Regions from separate parts of the Mus musculus genome. Here region 1 is linked to region 2. A link is a contact called in public promoter capture Hi-C data. All regions are on one chromosome and are shown on one strand. The core of a region is the stretch at or near the end of the contact, and the rest is flanking DNA. Distances in the headings are between cores, read along the strand shown. Region 1 has its middle 55 kb from the start of Fam160a1. Region 2 overlaps Fam160a1 (family with sequence similarity 160, member A1).

Region 1 (3,615 bases), core at 471-2,970, 120 kb after region 2:
GGAAATGAAGGATAGGCCATCATTTCTAATCCCTCAAACCCTGAAAAATAATGAAGGGGTGTTATACACAGCTTTATGTTTGTAGATTTAATGGCCTCAATGAAATGAACTAAGTCCTTGTAAGAAATTCTACCAAAGCTCACATAAAGAAACAAGATGGCCCAAGTATACTTGTATATAGCAAAGAAATACAATGTCTAGCAACCTTCCAAATCAGAGAGGACCACATACAGATAGGTTCACTGGTGAATTTTAACTGGACACAGGATGAAGAAGTCACACCTATTCTCTAGAGTCCCTTCCAGAAAACAGCAAGAGAATACTTCTAAACTTATGAGGTGAACATACAAATAACAGGTTACCAAGCAAAGACAGAAAAACTACATACAAGCATCTTTTTATGAACACAAATGCAAAAATCCTCAAGAAAATATTAGAAAACAGAACCCAACAATGTAGACAAAAGCAAGTGGAGCTAGCTGTAATGGCACACAGCTGTAGGAACAACATCTACTTGGAAGTCTAAGGCAAGAGGATGTTGTGGCCTCAGTTTTGAGCCTACTAGGCTCAAAAGGAAGGAAAAACATGTAATCTAAAGGGATGATAAACGTATCTGGGCCGGTAGTGGTGGCGCACACTGGTAGGATTTGCTGAAGGAAGCAGAGGCAGGAGGATCACGAGTTCGAGGCCAACCTGGGCTACACATTTTTGAGCTGGGCATGGTGGCGCATGCCTTTAATCCCAGCACTTGGGAGGCAGAGGCAGGTGGATTTCTGAGTTCGAGGCCAGACTGGTCTACAAAGTGAGTTCCAGGACAACCAGGGCTACACAGAGAAACCCTGCCTCGAAAAACCAAAAAAAAAAAAAAAAAAAAAAAAAGTATCTGGAAGCCAGGCACATACCTTTAATCCTCCCAAGTGTAGATTTCAGAGGCAGAGGAAGGCGAATCTGTGAGTCCAAGACCAGCCTGATCTACAGAGTGAGCTCCAGGACAGCCAGGGCTAAACAGAGAAACCCTGTCTCCACTCACCACCCACCAAAAACAAAAGAAAGAAATTTATATGGGTTTGAAAGAGATAGAGCTGGGATTTTGTTATGTCATGTTCCATTTAATAGCACTCACTGCCCAATTATTTATCTTTATAACTGATAATTGTCTATCCATAATGCATTAAATCACTTTAGAAAAAAAATCACATCAAACTCTTTAGCTATCTCAAAGTTTAAGATTCAGTAATTTAATACTGATTGCCTAGGTAACTAGAAAGACAAAACTTATCAAAAGCAAAGTAAAAGGTTTAATGCTGGATTGGCTTCATATCCACCTTTGTATTAGTGTTGACAGACTGCAAGTCTACGCCTTAGCAAATACTCAGTGAAGTACAAGAGCCTAATGGAAGCTCCCAGCAGCTTTCAGGGTTCAGACCCTGCCAACAAGGGCAGGACCCTGGAGCTCCAGAGCCCAAGAAAGCACTGGGCAGCACTGTGCTCCTGTGCTGGTGCAGAACACATATTTATTGTCTATGGTGGTCTGGCAAGCTGTTTTATTAATTTGTTTGAATAACAGGGAGAAAATAGATAGACCAAAAAATTTCATTACCCATGGGATTTATCACAGTTAATAGCAATTAATCAAATTTTTCTGCTGGTGTAGAAAACCAGTCACATGAATGACCGCATGAGATCAATTGAGTATTTGTTTCTCTCACATGAAGGATCGACTACTAAAGGCTGAAGGCATTACAAGCCCAGTGACAGAGCACTTGCCCAGCTCGAGTGAGGCCAGAGGTTTGACTGTCTGCATCAAAATACGTAAAACAGAATATTAATTGACATAGTGCTGCTCTCTTTTTTGTGGTTGTTCAAAACCCACTTTCAAAGAAAAGAGCTTTATTTTTACTTAATAATAATAATAAAAAAATCGGGCTGAAAGATGGCTCTGTGAGTCAGGACCCTGTAGAACACAGAAACATCAGTAACTCCAGTCCCAGAAGATCAGATGTCCTCTTCTGGCCTCCATGGGCTCCAGGCATATGTGGTACACAGGCATACATGCAGGAAACATTGATACACATAAATAAAAATAAAGAAATCTTAAGAAAAAACAAATAAACCCATAGTCTCTTTCCACAATTTGCTTTTAATGTGATCACATTATTTTATATGTACACACATGCATAGTAACACAGGTATACTTGACTATAAAACACATACAAAATATACAGACTAATTTGAAGATAAAACTTTAGAAATTGTCTTTGGTGTTTCAAGTAAGCACATTTTATTTCAAAATGTTCTGTATATCAAAAATAGCAAAGATGTACATCTTACAAATGTTTAAAGCTTCCAAATTCATGTCTACAACCTAAATTAAGGAAAGTCCCTCTTCCATGCCTGGGCAGTTTATTCTACAAAATAACTTGACTTTGAATGTTTAAGCTGCCTTTATTACTGCTAGAATCACTGAAATTTAAATTCTGTGTACTTTGCTATCCGAATCAAATCTAAACCCCACAGGGAGCTGCGCTCCTATGATTTTCATATTTACAAATCCATATTTGCATAGTGAAAACTTGACTCTGACTGACTGTCATGTCAGACCATGTCCCTGAGACACTCAGGGCAGAGGCAGCAGGACTTTTCAGTGCCATAGCACTCTGCCACCTAAAAGGGCATTGATCAAAAGACACACATGTGCTGTATCCATAGTGGCAATCTACTAAAAACTATCCAGTGTCACCAGTCATCTTGTGATTGATAATACCTCACAGAATTAGGCTTAGGTTTTTCCTTCTGTGAATGTCTAAACGTATTGCCTTGAATACATTGATAATATCATAAGCAAGATTAGGTCCTTAACTCCAAGGCCACAATAAACAATAGAATAAGTAATAATAGATCCGATTCCAGCAGTAGTTGAGCAGCTAAATGCTGTACATATAAACTAACACAGTCCTCACAATAGCCCTAGGAGATACGATACCATTATTTCCCAGTTTACAGTTGAGGGACCTGAGGCAGAGAGGCTAAATAACTTGTTCCAAATGACAAAGGAAGGAACGAGGATTTAAGCCAAGCAGACCATCTCCCAAGTAGGCCTTGATTTTACAGTATTGGATATGGTACCTAAATATTTTAATTTTTGTTTAAAGTGAAAGGCTTTTTAATTGATTAAAATGATTGACCTCAATCTAACTCAAGAGGGGGGAGATATTTTTGGATGTTTAGTAACTTAATAACAAATATAAACTAGCAGACTCTACCCAGTTACTTAGTGGTTGTTTTATTTAGTTGCTGTCAAATCAAAATGGTCTTTTGGAGGCCTAGAAAAAAATAAAAACTGGCCACCAGGTTCCCATTGTTCCTTCCTCTGTATAAAATTTTAAATTTCTCCATGTCCTGTGGCCATTTTCTACACTGGCAATTACAAGTCATTAAACCTGCCTCTCATAATGGCCTCATAGCGACCATAACATCCTTCTGTCACCTGAAATAGCTGAAAACCTATAAACAGTAGCAGGGTCTGCTCTAACTCTAGTAACTTCCAATCAATCAGAATGAAGAAAATGAGGATTTGTAGAAAATGGAAGGAATTCGGAGTGACATTCTATGGAG
Region 2 (3,853 bases), core at 190-2,689:
GGTGTCTTGGTGAATACTAACCACAGAGCCTGTAACTCTTAAAAATGGGAAAAGGCTCCAACTACTCTTTAACTCCAGTTATTTCTTATACCCAAAGAGATACATCATGCCAGGAGAGATGGATGTGACATCAAGTTTAAAGACCATTCCTAACGTGTTCCCACCTGAGCCATCATGCATACACTTGGACCAGAGAATATAATCCCTTTCTTGGTTCCCAAGTGTCAAAGTGATGCCACTGGCACAACAGACAGGGGTCAAGGCAAGCAGCTTGGCAGCGGACACGGAGTAACAGTCTCTCTCCTTCACAGCCCACCTTTGACTCAGCATCATGTGATTGCAGGGGACCAGATACCTGAAATGACAAAGAGCAGGCATTCAGTGTTTCTGCAATGCCCTACCACCACTACCAGAATGATTACCATACAAGGATCATGAGCAGGGGAAGACCCGCCCTCTCCCCACCCAGCACACTGGCCACTGGCATCCACTGCCTTGCTTAAAAGGATGCTAAGAGCTTCTTCCTTCCGACAGAACTGTTCTCTTGGAACATTTCTAGCCTATGACCTTCCTCATTACATTTCTCTCTTTACCCCTATGCCTTTAAGTCCACTGCAACCTCCTCCTGGAGTGAACCTTCTCACTTCTCTGCCTGACAATGTCTTATCTGGAAGCACCACATTCTCTAGGGAGACTTCCAGCTCTGTACTTGAAGGCAGAGCTCTTCTCCCTCTCCTGTGTGTGTGCGCCTGGAAGCATTATTACTCTCGCATGACAAATACGTCTAATCTTCCTCCTCAGCAAATGTGCTGCCCAAGCAAGAACTGCTTCAGCACTCTTGTCTTATGATCCCTAAAACTGACTCTAAGTGAATAGGCCCTAAGTAAAGGTGGCAAATCCCTCCAGACCCTCTCCTGTTCTCCATGACCATGAGGAAAGATGATGCCTGACAGCTCAGCGGGGAGCCCTGGGCCCTGATGCCCAGGTTGGCTGGAGACTGAAAGCATCCTCACGTTAACATGAACCCAGGGAAGAGAAAACATGGTTGTGTTTTAGACAGAGAGGAGCATATTAGTGAGACTTATGGGTAGAATGGACATGTTGAGTGCCTGCCTGTTCTAACGAGAAACACCGCACCAGCCATTTCAACAAGGATGGACCAAGTAGGTTGAAGGATCCATGCCAGAGCCAGTTTCACAGTAGCCTAAGCTCCCATCTGAGCAAGCACAATCTTTAAATAAACCAGAATGTGCTTACTACCTAATACAGCTCCTGAGAAAGAGGCAGCACAAAGGCAAACAATCTGGGACTGAGGACCGCATGGAGAAGATAAAAAGCACAGCTCACAGGGCATGTTAGGAGCCGGTGATCATGGAGCGCTTCCTCACATCTCCCCCTGATTCCAATGAAGGAAACCTAAGTTTGTTCTCACGGCCCATCTGCTGCAAGGAGCCTGAGTCAGGGAGAGAAACATGCAATCCCTTGATCCACTCTAAGCGATCACGTCAAGAGCACTCTCCCCGTATGAGTTTTAAATTCTAGTGTAGCTAGGTAACAGGACCCTGTCTCCTTCCTTCTGCCCTCCACCCTCACGGGCACACACACTGCTGTTTCTAAGGGCTGGATTCACCCCATCAGTCACCTCGGGTGTGGCAGTATCTACATTCATAAGCTGCATCTTGAAAGCAACAAGAACAAAGGAGCAGAGAGGGAGGGAAGTACAAGAAGAAGACTGGTTTCTTCAGACTCGGTGGAGAGCTGTGTCTGAACCTTACAGGAGCAAGGATGGATGATGTGGGTGGAAATAAGACATCCTTCCTCATAAGGGCTCTCTGAATTGAGATGCCTTGGTAACTGGGGTGACAGCGGGGAGAGAAGCATTCCCCCACCTCGGTCTGAGCATTGCCCAGCTGGAACTCAGAGAGAATCACAGGGAATCTAGTTGTCCCAGGACCTCAGGGCAGCTAGCTGGAGGGGATAGCACGGGAAGAGGGATGCAGGCAACCGGGGCTCAGGATACAATGGGAGTGAGGCAGCAGCATCCAGAAAAAGGGCCAGGGCAGGGAAGACAGCACAGCAGACACAAATGATAAGGATGGGAGAAAGACATGTTCGTGAATTCATCAGAGCCTTGCTTGGAGAGGGAATGGCTGCTGTATCCCAAGGGACCAAGGTGGCAGGGGTGCCAGCAAGGAAGCCTGTCCTGAAGCACTGACACAAACTCTTCTCTTCCCAGTGGAGTAAGGCCTACAGCCATGCAGATAGCACAGGACTCACTGTGTCTTCACGTGAATCATTAACTATTCATGGAATCAACAGTTCATAGACTGCACGAGCTCAATGCCTGTTTGCAGCTCAAACCAACCATCCCTCATGACTTAAATTGATATACATGCCTCTACTCTTTGCTTGAAGTATTTTTTTAAAGAAAATGGAACACTGGATCAAAACTAATAAAGCTATTTATCAAATACCACCAGTAGATAGCTTGAGATTATTTTAGAAGAAAGAGTTGACAATGTATAACTCTGAAAATGCATGTTCTCAGCAGAGGCTCAGAATCTCCTTTTAAATAAACCAAATGAAGGAACTCCATCCCTGTTGGTTTAAGCAGAGGTTCTGTGGACTGTAAATGGGGACAGTCACCCCCAACAAGCTAGGATTCCCAGCTGCTGTTCCTTTGGATTTTTGTTTTTTTTGTTTTTTTGTTTTTTAATCAAGGGTAAGAGGGCACACTGTACCTTAGCCCTGTGTCTATCCATCATTGAGAGATCAGGAACAGAACTCTAAAAGTATCTCAAACAATAAACAGGAATATACTGTGGTTGATGCTAGCAGAAAAATCACGTAGGCATTTAGTACAGGTATTTTTCATTAAGCCATCTTTTGACTATTTGATAATTTTGTGTGGAGATTTTATTTACATTAGGAAGTAATAATTACAGACCCCTGCACGTGTTTGCTGACTGATGGAAATGCTGTGTTTCTCAGAATGGCCTCCAGCCCGTTTTCTCCCTGCTGCAGGTTCATGAGTACTGGGATTTTACGTCTATAGCATCACACACAGCTCACAGATTAGGAAGTACCGTACTTCAATAGCCAGATTAAGTTATTACCCAATATACTGGGGAGGGGAGGGGGAGGTGCATTTACTTGCGCGCGTGCGCGCGCGCGTGTGTGTGTGTGTGTGTGTGTGTGTGTGTGTGTGTGTGTGTGTATGTATGCATGCACACAAATATTTTCATTACTTCCTCAACCCTCTACCACCTTTCATTGGGCATTATTTATTAAAATCAGCCATCACCAAAAGAAAGAAAGAAAGAAAGAAAGAAAGAAAGAAAGAAAGAAAGAAAGAAAGAAAGAAAGAAAGAAAGAAAGAAAGAAAGGAAGGTAGGTTTTATGAGCTTTGGAGAGGACACGGGATGTGGAGCAGGAGGAGGTATGGGAGGTAGATATATATGATCAAGACACATTGTATACATGTAAGAAATTCTCAAAGAATATTTTTTTAAATAGGTCACCATTCATTTTAGCCAGTGAGTAACAAGTGGTGACACAGAGCACACATGCTTACTGATAACCTAGCAAGGAAACAACCAATCAGAAGGCAGAGGCGAGGGACTGAAGCATAGTCCGTAGACAGAAGACTGACTGCGAGCAGGCAAGTGAGGTTCCAGAGATCTTCACTGCTCACCATAGTTCTGGCCATGTTTCTCCTGTTCCTCCCTCCCTGGGCTGGCTGTCCACCTCTGCCACTGTCCCCCAGCTCCTCTGCAGGACAGAGGTGTGCCTGAACTGTGCACACGGCTTCTCTTCAAGTAAAACTGCCCCTATCTGGACACGACAGGCAACA

Evidence for each region. Capture Hi-C pulls out chosen DNA fragments and counts their contacts.
Region 1: a contact with region 2 is called in a promoter capture Hi-C map of pancreatic islet. The contact joins two enhancer-like sites. A contact is called at or near these places in 1 of 15 datasets of contacts at CTCF or cohesin (the NIH/3T3 cell line) and 3 of 9 other capture datasets (adipose tissue, liver and pancreatic islet).

Annotation. Positions count from the first base shown.
Region 1 is chr3:85,798,926-85,802,540 of GRCm38.p6, forward strand. No RefSeq gene overlaps it. Among named protein-coding and RNA genes, the nearest start is that of Fam160a1, 55 kb to the left of the region's middle. Within about 2 kb of position 1,721, at least 2 of the 459 cell types and tissues checked have an H3K27ac peak or open chromatin away from gene starts, as enhancers often do. A contact at or near this core is called in pancreatic islet, where this site is marked.
Region 2 is chr3:85,675,907-85,679,759 of GRCm38.p6, forward strand. Fam160a1 (family with sequence similarity 160, member A1) reads right to left here. Exons shown (of 12, transcript NM_172682.3): 8 at 165-355. Among named protein-coding and RNA genes, the nearest start is that of Gm40082, 35 kb to the right of the region's middle. Within about 2 kb of position 1,440, at least 9 of the 459 cell types and tissues checked have an H3K27ac peak or open chromatin away from gene starts, as enhancers often do. A contact at or near this core is called in pancreatic islet, where this site is marked.